2 separate regions of the Zea mays genome follow, and region 1 is linked to region 2. Evidence: chromatin contacts called from public Hi-C data. All regions are on one chromosome and are shown on one strand. The core of a region is the stretch at or near the end of the contact, and the rest is flanking DNA. Distances in the headings are between cores, read along the strand shown.

The links. A called contact is a pair of places that touch in the nucleus more often than the background predicts.
Region 1: a contact with region 2 is called in a Hi-C map of bundle sheath, with 2.5 times the contacts expected there. The contact joins the promoter of LOC100279880 here to the promoter of LOC100381687 in region 2. A contact is called at or near these places in 2 of 25 Hi-C or Micro-C datasets (bundle sheath and ear).

Annotation. Positions count from the first base shown.
Region 1 is chr9:18,306,885-18,312,862 of Zm-B73-REFERENCE-NAM-5.0, forward strand. It overlaps LOC100279880 (alpha/beta-Hydrolases superfamily protein), which reads left to right and starts at 4,682. Exons shown (of 10, transcript NM_001152833.2): 1 at 4,682-5,030; 2 at 5,769-5,905. The coding sequence starts at 4,697. It overlaps LOC100217275, which reads left to right. Exons shown (of 16, transcript NM_001320109.1): 16 at 1,175-2,008. The coding sequence ends at 1,753.
Region 2 is chr9:17,620,694-17,626,967 of Zm-B73-REFERENCE-NAM-5.0, forward strand. It overlaps LOC100381687, which reads right to left and starts at 2,131. Exons shown (of 6, transcript NM_001351851.1): 1 at 1,958-2,131; 2 at 1,378-1,718; 3 at 1,209-1,285; 4 at 1,013-1,073; 5 at 502-670. The coding sequence starts at 2,009. LOC100193140 (proteasome subunit alpha type) reads left to right here and starts at 2,988. Exons shown (of 1, transcript NM_001138298.2): 1 at 2,988-4,052. The coding sequence starts at 3,109. The coding sequence ends at 3,861.

The DNA of each region.
Region 1 (5,978 bases), core at 3,432-5,931, 690 kb after region 2:
AGCCTCTGCCAGGATTCGAACTCGAGACCTCTGACTTCGATACCATGTTAGAGTGGACGCACTAATCAGTTCAACCCAAAAGCTTGGTTAGTGTGTCCACTAACACTAACAATTGTCAGCACATGATATACAGCGCCAGGTTGATTGCTTGTCTACTTTGGTTCTTGCCTTCTTGGCATCTTAAGATGAATTTGAAACTGAGTTGTTGTGGCTAGCAAAAGGGCCTCTAGCCGAGTTGGTTAGGTGGTCTGAGTAGCACTTTCGACTTAGGAGAAACTAGGTGGCATTTTATTAAGAAGAAAATAGGCACCCGAATTCGACTCGACGAGGACTTAAACCTAGGTGGTCATGGTATACATTCACACCCTCGACCAACTGAACTAGCTCAGCTTCCTCAATCCTCATACATGTATGTCAGACCACCTTGCAATTAGCTTGAATTGTTTTATCCTTTCTTTTTGAAAAAAAGTCTGCATAACACCTGAAATATTAGCATAACAACTACAGGTTGCACATACTATTTTTAATGAAACCCCACAGGAAGTGAATGGAACCCGTAAGTTACCTGGCCTAATTCAACTGGAATCTAGTGATACTAATCACAAAGTCCTTACTGACCAAAGGAACTGTTGCAGCAGTGGTGGTATATGGACTGTTGTATCTCTACAACTGCAGGCCTTCCTAATGCAATGACAGCTTTGTTTCATATTCGAGAAAAAATGTGTCAAAGGAACCATAGAAACTGGTAACAACTAATAAGAATCAGTGAATCACATACTAGTTTGCTGTATTGCTGTCAGTATATACTGGGTGACAGGTTGATTGCTGTACTAGCAAGGTTTTTGGTGGCGCTAGGACCTGAAACTTGATGTAGTGAAAGCATTTATGTCTGTTGCCGAGTCCAGCACCAGCAGACAGTGACAGTTCTATGGCACTGAAAGGGTCTTCACTATTATCTTACTTATACTCCCTCTGTCCCAAAATATAGTTCTTTCTAGCCTTCTTTTTTCTGTCTACATTTGAATGGATGATAATGAATATAGACATACATACAAAATATATTCATAGGTTAATTAGTGAATGTATATTTTATCTAAAACGAATTATATTTTGGGATGGAGTACTATATATCACAATAGCAAACATGCATTGACATAATCACAATTATTGGCAGGATATTCGCAACACATCGAGCCATCTACCCAGTCGAGTTGTTGGTCTGCCTGCGCCACACCTCATGGGTGCACGACCACCACCAGGAATTTCAGTGCAGGCTGGAGGAGCGAACGCCTACAGAACTATGCAACAGACTCCAACTATGGATCCACTGAGGCACACACGGATGAGCATGAACCAAACAGCACTGGCTGCTGCCGGCCAAACCACCGCTGCCGCGTATGTCCGACCAACCCAAGCAGACATCCAAAACCATCTCTTTCCTGTGCAGCAAAGCCAGGCACCACGATCGCAACAAGTGCCACGAACAACAACCCCGCCTCTACAGCGGGCGCCACCGCACCTGCAACCTCCCAGTGTACCACCGACTGTTCCAAGCACACCTCAGGCTGGACCTTCGCATGGTCTTCCACCGGAGCTCCCTGTGGATGATAGCTGGCGCCCCACGGGACAGATGAGAGGGAGTCTGACAGGCAATGCTTACAGTTCTGCAATTAGGCACTATCGGGGCCATTCTGAGCAGCAGCAGGGCGAGCCTCGGCCTCCCAACACTTCAGGTGCGCGAAGGCCTCAGTAACTGCCAGACATTGCGGCGTTGCCCTGATTATCAAGCAGGGCTTGGGCAGCTAATTTACCAAGAGATTTTAATTTATTATCATAGCTAATTTGGCGCTATGATGATCTATGTTAGTGTAGGTAGGGGAGCCTAGTGAGTAGTGATAGTGCTCTGCTTGTCTACAACGCACTCTGATGTTAAATTAGTAGTATCAGGTGAACCATTTGTGTACCCAATATGGAACGTGGATTTTTTATGCTAATGTTTTGCCTGTGTAATTGGACCGATTTTCATGTGAAATTCCTGAACGATTCCCATGAAAATGAACAGGTAACTTGCATATGAACAATGTAGTGTAGTACAGTATATACTTCTGTTCCTGTGTTCGTATGCTGGTGTTGTTGAAATATAAGCCGAAATCTAACGTGGGTCTTACGGGAACGTTTAAGGCTTGTTTGGTTATTTTCAATCCATATGGATTGGAGGGGATTTATACAGATTGGGAGGAATTTTGACTTACTAAGGATTGAAACCCCTCAATCCCCTTCAATCCATATGGATTGGGGTAAAACCGAATAAGCCCTTAGAGGGTTCGTGATTCGGGATATGTCAATTAACGGATTTGTTTTGGTATTGAACTATAGTCTCTCTGGATGCGTGTTATATATATACGGGAAGAGATATAACTTATTTTATTTTTTATGTTTTGTAAACTCTCATTATATAGTGAAATTTGCTAGTTGGCGCGCTTATCATTTTTAGGTGAAGTTATGTGTCTTGTGTTTAATCCATGTTTGCATTATTTGCTAACGAGTGAACTAGAGTTAGACATAAGATTGAAAAATAAATCTAGTGTTTTGATTGCTCTGTAAGTTTGTTGTGTCGTCGTGTGCGATTGGGTCTACTATTCGCCGTTTTTTAGATAGAGTTAATCTTCATGTTGTTGTCGATCGATGGTGGTACCTATTCATTTGCAAAAACTATTGTTAAGAGGCAGATTACCACAAGGAGGTTATAGCTAGAGTTACACTAATTTTTTTTTTGCAGATTATATTTTTTTTCTAGTTATTTTTGTTATTTCTCTGTCATGTCAATGAAGTATGATCTTCTCTATCTTTGGATCAAGGCACAAGGTTCGCTCTATGGCAAATCAAGATGAGGGACATTCTTACTCAAACTGAAGTCGATGACACTCTTGATAAGTTCAGTAAAAAAGATCCAAAATCTTGGACCCATGAGGAGAAGATTGTAAGGCCGTGACTCAAATTCAATTTCATCTTTCAAATAATATTTTGCAAGGTTGTTTACAAGAGAAAAATACATCTATTTTATGGCTCAAGCTAGAGTTGATTTGCATGTCTAAGGATTTGACAAGAAAAATGCATATGAAGATGAATTTATAAACGCACAAGATGCAAGAGGATGGTTTTGTGCTTAACCATCTTTCAGTTTTTAAGAAGATCGTTTCATATCGACATTTTATGGAGGTAGATTATGATGATGATGGTTTAGATATTATTCTTTTGTGCTCGTTGCCTAGTTCTACAACACATGGTGTATTTTCATATTGAATAACTGTGTCGCATGGTGTATTTTCATATTGAATATCATATGTATAGTTGTATACATAGGTTTCTCTAGTCCTATGTGGGGCTATGCTTTCAGCTGTAACTTTTTTTTGTCAAAGTAATACATGGATATGTACATCTTGAAAATGGATTGACTAACAAGTTCCCTGAATTATGACCATGTGCTTCAAAAACTGTGTCTAACTTTTGAAAAGAAAACTGTGTGTCCCTTTGTTCGTGTTAACTGCTGATGCAATTGTTTGCTACTAGACAACCTTGAAATGTTGAACGATTTGCATAACCTTGCAACTGAAGGTTGGATGGTGGAAATTCAAACGTTGAACGATTTGCTATTAGTCACTACCTGCCGGTGCTGGATATTGTAGGTTACAACAATACAAGGTGATTATTTTTCCCATCATTAGTTTGTTAACATGACGATCCGAGCTGGTGTAATATGTACCTAATATGAAGCCTAGAGTATCTGGATCTCAAAAATATTCTCTTTGAAAGCGAGATTTTTCTATGGTTTCAAAGTTTCAGAACGATACAACAGAACTTATATACCAGTGTTTTCCTTAATTAGATCTTAACGTGATTATGTAGTTATCAAATCATGTCTAATAAGCATTGAACAATTTCATTTTTTGAGCCATTGTAGAGCATCCGATTGACGCCTAGTCGTTCTGAAGACGGACGCTGCTACGGTTCCTGTATATATTTATTATATTTGTCTTAAATCTGTCCTGTCGGTTCTCCCGTTCTGTGTTGTCATGGATTTCCATTCCGAATTATTAAGTTTGGCGGAACGGTGAAGATGGAACTCACTAAAAATTAGAGTCTTTTTAGCAGGGTTTGGGATTCCTTACAGAAAGCCAGGAAATTTCATGTCTTAATGCCTTCCCCTCCACCGCTGCTCTTTGTTTTACAAGGGCATGTACACCGTAAACTTAAAATCAGGTTTTTAAGTATAAAAGACAACTAATAGACCGTATGCTATAACATTGACCTAAGAAGTAATATATATAGAGAGATGTATAAATGACTTTTTTTATTGGAACCTATCGTAAAGACTTTTTAGTTAGGAATGAATTGAAGGAGATTAAATCTTTACTAGTCAAATTTTGATAGAAAGGAATTTAATCACTTCAATCCCTCGCTGAGATCTAAAGAGTTGTACATGCTCTGAGTTGTTCTCAAATGTAGAATTTGTTTCGCAGACCTTTTAAATTTTAATTAAGCTGGTGAAAAGTTCTCCCTAAATGCGGACTTTAATGCTCGGCATGAAAACTCGTGTGAGTTATGACGTCAGTGTCAGTCAAATAATTAAAGCTGCCTCCGATGCTGGCATCCGCCTAATCCCATCCGCTATATATCGGATCGACGGTCTCCCCGCATGGACGCAGCGAGACTCCGTTGCGCCGCCGCCATCGCCACCGCCACAGCTGTCCCCGCCGCCCGGGCGCTCCCGATTCGCCGCCACCCGGCCTTTTTCCGCGTCCCCGCCGCCGTTGGCCTCCGGTTCTCGTCGTGCCGGATCCCGGTGCCGAGGAGAGCGGCCGCGGCCATGTCGTCGTCAGCGGCGGCGCAGGGGACGGAGCACGAGGCTGACGCGTGGTACGCGGTACCGGGCCTCAGCCTCCGCGACCACCGGTTCGCCGTCCCGCTTGACCACTCCAGTCCCGAGCGCGGGGACACCATCACCGTCTTCGCGCGCGAGGTCGTCGCCGGTAGGTCGCGCTTACCAGCTTCCGCTCACCCGATTGCGATCCGCGCAGTGTTAATGTGGGTGTGTTACGTTGGTTACGTTATGTTTCGCTGGAAGAAATTGGAACGATGTGTAGGTGTGTTATTTGGGAAGTACAGACATAATCCACTGGGTTTGGACATGATCACATGAATCAAGAATCTTAGCAGTGGCTCATCTGTGCTACTGCATCGGGCCAGCCTGCTTAGCTTAATTCTAGGTATATGTTTCTGGCAAACTAGGAGCAAATTTGTTTGGAGAACTGACTAGTTCTTTGTCACCACCAATATAATTGTGTAAACGATGTCGCAGCTTGCAAATGTAAAAGGTAAGAAAGATTTTGGTGAAGTCGCTTCGTGCAACAATTTACATTTAACTGATGTGAGGTATCTACTGGTTTAGGCTTGTATGTCTTCTATGTATGTGAATTGACCCTATCATATTGGACGCTTAGGCTTGAAGTAATGGATCACGATCCAAATGTTTCTTCACAATTCATTTGAGTCCTTAATTAATTTTATTTCAAAAAATGAATATAATAGAGCCTGATCCTAATTTGATCCAGTCCTTAAATTTTATAGTGTAAAATTTAGAGCTCATTACCCTCCTAAATGTATGTGAATTGACCCTTATCATATTGGGAGAGCTAGAACCACTACGTGCTTTAGTGCTTCTGTAGTTATTAAAAATATCAATGACCCTCATGTTTGAACTGTTTCAGCTGGGAAAGAATACATATCTCTGCCTTATTTATTGTACCTACAAGGAGGGCCTGGATTTGAGAGTCCCCGTCCCACGGAAGCAGGTGGGTGGTTAAAGAAAGCTTGTGAAGACCACCGCGTTGTCCTGCTAGATCAGGTAAGAATGCACGGTCGAATTTCTTGGTTAGATCCTGAGTTCTCTCTGTCCTTGTTCTCCCCTTCCCCTTGGA
Region 2 (6,274 bases), core at 881-3,380:
ATGCACAAATGTGAAAGAGTTAACTTCAGAAAACTAGAGTTATATATGCACCTAACTATCAAGGAACTACAGCTTTTGAGACCAGTTTCACAGAAGTTGTAGTTCCTTGACATTTACCTGCAAATAATTACAGTTTTGTGAAACAGTTAATGATCGCCAACGAGTAAACTGCAGACTGCAGAATTGCAGGTTGAATTGAGTAAATAGTCCATTAAATGAATATGATGGTGAATTGGTGATTGGCAATAGCACATACATAACAAATAACTAACACAAGCTGATCACAGACTCTTCATTTAACATGACATTTTGAGTAATGCATCCTTGTATTAAATTTGTTGAACAGGATAAATCATATTTATAAGCTGGAAGGTCTGCCAGGTAGAGAAAAATGACATCATTCAAATGTTCCTGACAACAGTTTATCCAACCAAGTATAGATGCTACAACTAGCAAATTCTGAATTTTGAGTAGCAGGGTAATGCGGACTGTTTTGCTTACTGTGGTCAGCAGATGGTCTTCTCCTGGGGGTGGATGATGACGGGCTAGGTGATGATCCTAACCCTGACGATGACGATGATGAGGTTTCCAGCAACTGGACCTTGTGATGCTCAGCAAAGCTAACCAAGTTGTCATGCTTCTGCAATGTGCCCCTCAGCACAGATGTATCCTAAGGCAGGAGTAAGATCAGTACATGCCCTGAAACTAACTATATACAAATAATTTGAGGATGCTTTGGATCATTTGCTTGACAGATTTAGGGTTAGGGCTAGGAAACTCTTAATTAATAGCATAGAAAAACTCAATCCCAATACTACTAACATAAGAAGCATTATAAAGATGTGAACCTGCACTATAATCAATTTTGTATGCTACTTGATAGTTACTACTAACAGGAAACGGCGCTTTCATGAGAATGTGCAAGTGCAATCAGGCATCTGTGCTTCAATCATTTTTCAATGCAACTAAATCCCCATTCAGGTTACACAACTAACTATAGAGGGAAACTTACAGGCAACGCACTGAGGACAAAAAGAGCATGTCCAAGGAAAAGAGCATCAACATCTGTAGGGCTTCATAAATAGAAATTAAGAAATATCAGTGCTCCAAATTTGGCGTAGCAGAACAAAAATATAAGTGTCAGCAAGCATAAAAACCTAACACAAAGTACAGAGAAATATGCTGGATACAAGTTAATTGAAGTGTACCTATTATCAAATAGAAAGACTTGATCCCCTAATCTGAAAGACAATGAGTCATAAGCAGCACTTGCCTTCAGGTATATCTGTTTAAATAGAAAATTGCATTACAAGCTACTAATGTGTCAACCAAAAAACAAAAAAAGGCTAGGACAATAATAGGTAGGGAGTAGCAAACCTCCTCTTCTTTTTCTGCAGCATTGAGCTTTGTTATACCAAGTAGCTGCTTCACATGTCTAGTTTTATTCCAATGGAGTATCTTTCCAATGGGCCAAGGGAGATCAGAGAAGTAGATATCATTTGCAATGCTTCCAGCACTAACCACCCAGAGTTCATACAGCAAAGCATTAGCAAGCCAGGACGAAACCATGGCCTTTGTATCTAGCACAGTGGTGGATGAAATATTTGGGTGATTTGAGTTCAAGTCAGCAATTTTCTCATCCTTGAGATACTCAATTACGCCTCCTTTCTCGTTGTTGAAAGCCACGCAATCCCCAAATTCAACATATGGTATGTGATCTGTGCAACAACAAAAAAAACCGGTGTGAGAGCAAAGCAACCTTCTCCCTTCTCGCTCTAGCTCAACCCACATATAGGTCCCAGCACATCAATGCAGCGACCTTGCCACATATATCTAGCAGTTTTGTACTTTTGATCATCTACCCGGACAAGCGGAGACGCCAGCAGCAAAGAGCATAGCGGATCTAAGTAGATACAGGATAATATGATAAGACTACGCATGAGCGCGGGGAGCTCACCGGCATCGGGGAAGGAGGTGTCGACGTGGATGTCGAAGGGAACCTGCGCCATGCGGAGGTAGAGGAGCACGGGGAGGCAGGTTGGGCAGGCCGTAGGTAGCCCGAAGCAGGGCTTGCGCGCCACCAGCACCTTCCGCGCCGCCGCCTCCCACTCCACGGCCGCCGCCGATGCCATCGCCGAGGTGAGCTGGGTGGGGGTTTGCCTTGCGCAAAGGGGTTCTTTTCTATTCATATGGAGAGCGTAAAGGGTTTCTCGTGCTCCCTAAAAACTCAGGTGGGCTGAAAACCAGACCCGGCCCATCTAACATTGCACGCTTCCCCGTCCTCTATGCCGTGATTTTAGCACTTTTGAGTCGACTTCGTTCTTTTCGTGTTGAGTTTGGCCACGAGTTAGAAATCATGCCCTAAACCTAATCTGATCCACCGACGAATTAGATTAAATCAGAATTATTTTTTTAATGATTATTAGATCAGCTGATTCACAAATATATTTACAACAAGTAAAAACCACTTGATCCGTGCCTATTTGCTAGTGTTTGAGTTCAATGGACACAGCCCCAATGAACCCATATCGAATGGTGGCCTCCCCTAATCCGTGTCGAGCAGGTTACGCCAATGGAATCCTGACCTGTAATCATGTAATACTGTTTCATTTTGAGGTGACAAACATGGACTTACGCATACGAACAAATTTTTAGACCGTGTCTAGTAGAATGTGAAAATAAAGGGACATAATAAAATTGTAAATGACATTATTTAACGAGAAAAGTTTGAAAATAGACGATAAGACATGGATGTTAGAGATAGAGTCTGTTTAGTTCGTGACTACCTGTGTCACACTTTATCTAAAATTAGTCGTTAAAATTGAAAAACTAACATTAGCCAAAAAAAAATTAGGTAAATTGTAAGTCTTAGCCCGGCTGGAAACCACGAGAGATCCAACGGCCACAAAGCAAAAGCGGAGGGACCGACGGTTCGGATGGGCTAAACGCAGCGAGTCCGTCCCCTTTCTTCTCTCACAAGTAGATCTCGCGGTGTTAATCCTCCCGAGTCGCCTCCCCCTCAATTTCCACAAACGCAAGCCCCAATCTCGCCGTCACCACCCCCAATCCAGCAAACGCAAACCCCATCTCGCCGCCGCCGCCGCCGCGATGTCTCGCCGCTATGACAGCCGCACGACGATCTTCTCGCCGGAGGGGCGTCTCTACCAGGTGGAGTACGCGATGGAGGCGATCGGCAACGCCGGGTCAGCCCTCGGGATCCTAGCGGCCGACGGCGTGGTCCTCGTCGGCGAGAAGAAGGTGACCTCCAAGCTCCTCCAGACCTCGCGCTCCGCCGAGAAGATGTACAAGATCGACTCCCACCTGGCGTGCGCCGTGGCCGGGATCATGTCCGACGCCAACATCCTCATCAACACCGCCCGCCTCCACGCCCAACGCTACGCGCTCTCCTACCAGGAACCCATCCCCGTCGAGCAGCTCGTCCAGTCCCTCTGCGACACCAAGCAGGGATACACCCAGTTCGGAGGCCTCCGCCCCTTCGGGGTCTCCTTCCTATTCGCCGGGTGGGACAAGCACCACGGCTTCCAGCTCTACATGAGCGACCCATCCGGGAACTACGGCGGGTGGAAGGCCGCCGCTGTTGGGGCCAACAGCCAGGCCGCGCAGTCCATGCTCAAGCAGGACTACAAGGACGGCTTGACCCGCGAGGAGGCCGTCGCCCTCGCGCTTAAGGTCCTCAGCAAGACCATGGACTCCACCAGCCTGACTGCCGAGAAGCTGGAGCTGGCCGAGGTGTTTCTGCAGCCGGGCTCCGGGGAGGTACAGTACCAGGTGTGCTCTCCTGAAGCGCTGGGGAAGCTGCTTGCAAAGTCCGGCCTGACACAGCCAACACCCGAGGCATAATGCTCTGTTTTGCTGTGGCTTGTGATGCCTACTACTGCTCTTAGAGATGGTTTAAGCATTTGTGCTTCAGTTGTGTGAACTTGAATATTCGACGATTATGTGGTCTAATTTTATGTTGAGCATCCTAGATACGTTAATGTTTCATCTGTAACTGTGGATTGCCTTGAACTGGTTGCAAATTGTTGATTTCTATCTGCTCTGCTTGATTATTGTCGTGATTAGGGAGCATGTGGGATAATGGAACAGGCAAAATTAGGTTTGGATCTAACGCATCTGGATGATACCGACTGTATTTAGTGACCATGGCAAAATTTTGAACTGCTTATGTGTTCTAGTAACTATTATAGTTTAGGCCTCTAGATGACGCTAGTGCTTTCATTGATTGTGTTCTGGAAACAAGGCAAAATAATAAGGTATTCTACGTCTTTCAGATTATCTTCATTCTTATGTTGTGCTTGAATTGTTGTTTGCCATTAGGACTTGTGGTGACACTGACAGAGGGTGCTGTGGTGAAAATGTTAAGAACCATTTGTATGACCAGAACATGACAATACAATGCATCAGGATCATATAATTGTTCATCCCAAATAAAAAACCATGCTTCATATAGCTGATTGTCAATTGTGCTTAGAAACAGCTATTTTTGTGGTGTTCTGTCTGGTTTATATTACCTATATGGTTTGATGTCAACCATATGTTCAGTATTCAATGCTATTTTTTAGGAGAGGTTCCAGTTATAGTTCTCTCACGACTAAGGGCTTGTTTGTTTCCTTCTAGGATTATATATACCTGCTCATGGATTATATAAGCACCTAATGACCTGTTTATCGGTTATCATAATCTAGGCATCTAGATTATATATAGTCCATCTAATAATCTGTGTTGTTTGTTTGCCTCTTAACTTATTTAAGCTGGATTATATAATTTAGAGGGTAAACAAACAGGGTCTAAGACAATAACTTTTGTGGTTTGGTTGCAGCATTGTTTTGACATCATTTTTCTATGATTAGCCACTTACTACATGACCCCGAAGCTTTTGGTTTGCTCTTGAAAGATTATTTTGTACCTAGACTGGAATTGTTTGGTTGACAATTCATACCAATTGGTTATATCAAGCATCATCAGGACTCAGAGTTTTGGTGTGATGCATCTCAGTCAGTGCTAATGATCTTTGCCGGACCACTTCTTGAGACCTTGGGCTATTCATTGCTGTGAACTTGAAATTCTGGTGCTACCATAATTTGTTATTGCAGATTTTATCCAGTTCCTTGCTGCAATAGTGTTCCTTGCTTATTACCTGGTACTTGATGCCATCAGAATATGGGGACTCCGATTTTTTAGCATATAAGTAAAATTTTATTTTCCTTGTGTAACTAGTTATATTCTTGTTCAAGCTACCCTTCCGTTCCAAATAGTTTTTACTATGTAGACATAATGTATATCTAGGTGCATGCCTTTGGCCACAGGAATGGTTGAATAATTGAATGCTTCAATTAGATTTTGTTGAAGTTTTGTGTTGTTCTTAACTTCCACAGTATCTTGTATCTTTATGGATTGTGGTGTGGCGTTTTCTTCTTTTGGAATCCTGATATACGCTTCATTAATCATTTACTGTCTTCCAGCTGGATTTGTGATGACACTGTGAGTAACTGTTGGAATGAGAACCCATACCCTAATCAGGGGTTGGGAGTGATATTAAATAGAGAGAGTAACTGGGCCAAGGCCCATTACACAGGGGTATAACAGTCATTACACAGGGAATAACACAAACCCTAGACGGGTAGTCTAACACCCCCCGCAGTCACAACTCTATCCTGTACAGATGTTGAGACTGGATCGGAAGTCTAAAAAGACACTCGACGGTAACCCCTTGGTGAAGATGTCGGCGAACTGAAGCGTGGTGGGGACGCTGAGAACGCGGACGTCACCGGCAGCGACACGCTCGCGGACGAAGTGGAGGTCGATCTCCACATGCTTCGTGCGCTGATGCTGCACGGGGTTGGTGGAGAGGTAGACCGCGCTGACGTTGTCGCAGTAGACGAGGGTGGCGCGCTGGAGGGGACTGTGAAGCTCGTGGAGGAGCTGGCGCAGCCAGGAGGCCTCGGCCACGCCGTTGGCCACGGCACGGTACTCGGCCTCAGCGCTGGAGCGAGAGACGACGGGCTGCCTCTTGGCGGCCCAAGAGACGAGGTTGGCGCCCAGGAAGACGGCGTAGCCGGAGGTGGACCGGCGCGTGTCGGGACAGCCAGCCCAGTCGGCGTCGGTGTAGACCACGAGCTCCGTCGTCGGGGATGGGCGGAGTCAGTGAGATGGGGCTCCCGCGGAGTGTGCATGTGTAGGCACACCTGCTGGACGGCGTAAGCGATGTCGGGCCTGGAGAACGTGAGGTACTGGAGTGCGCCGGTGAGGCTCC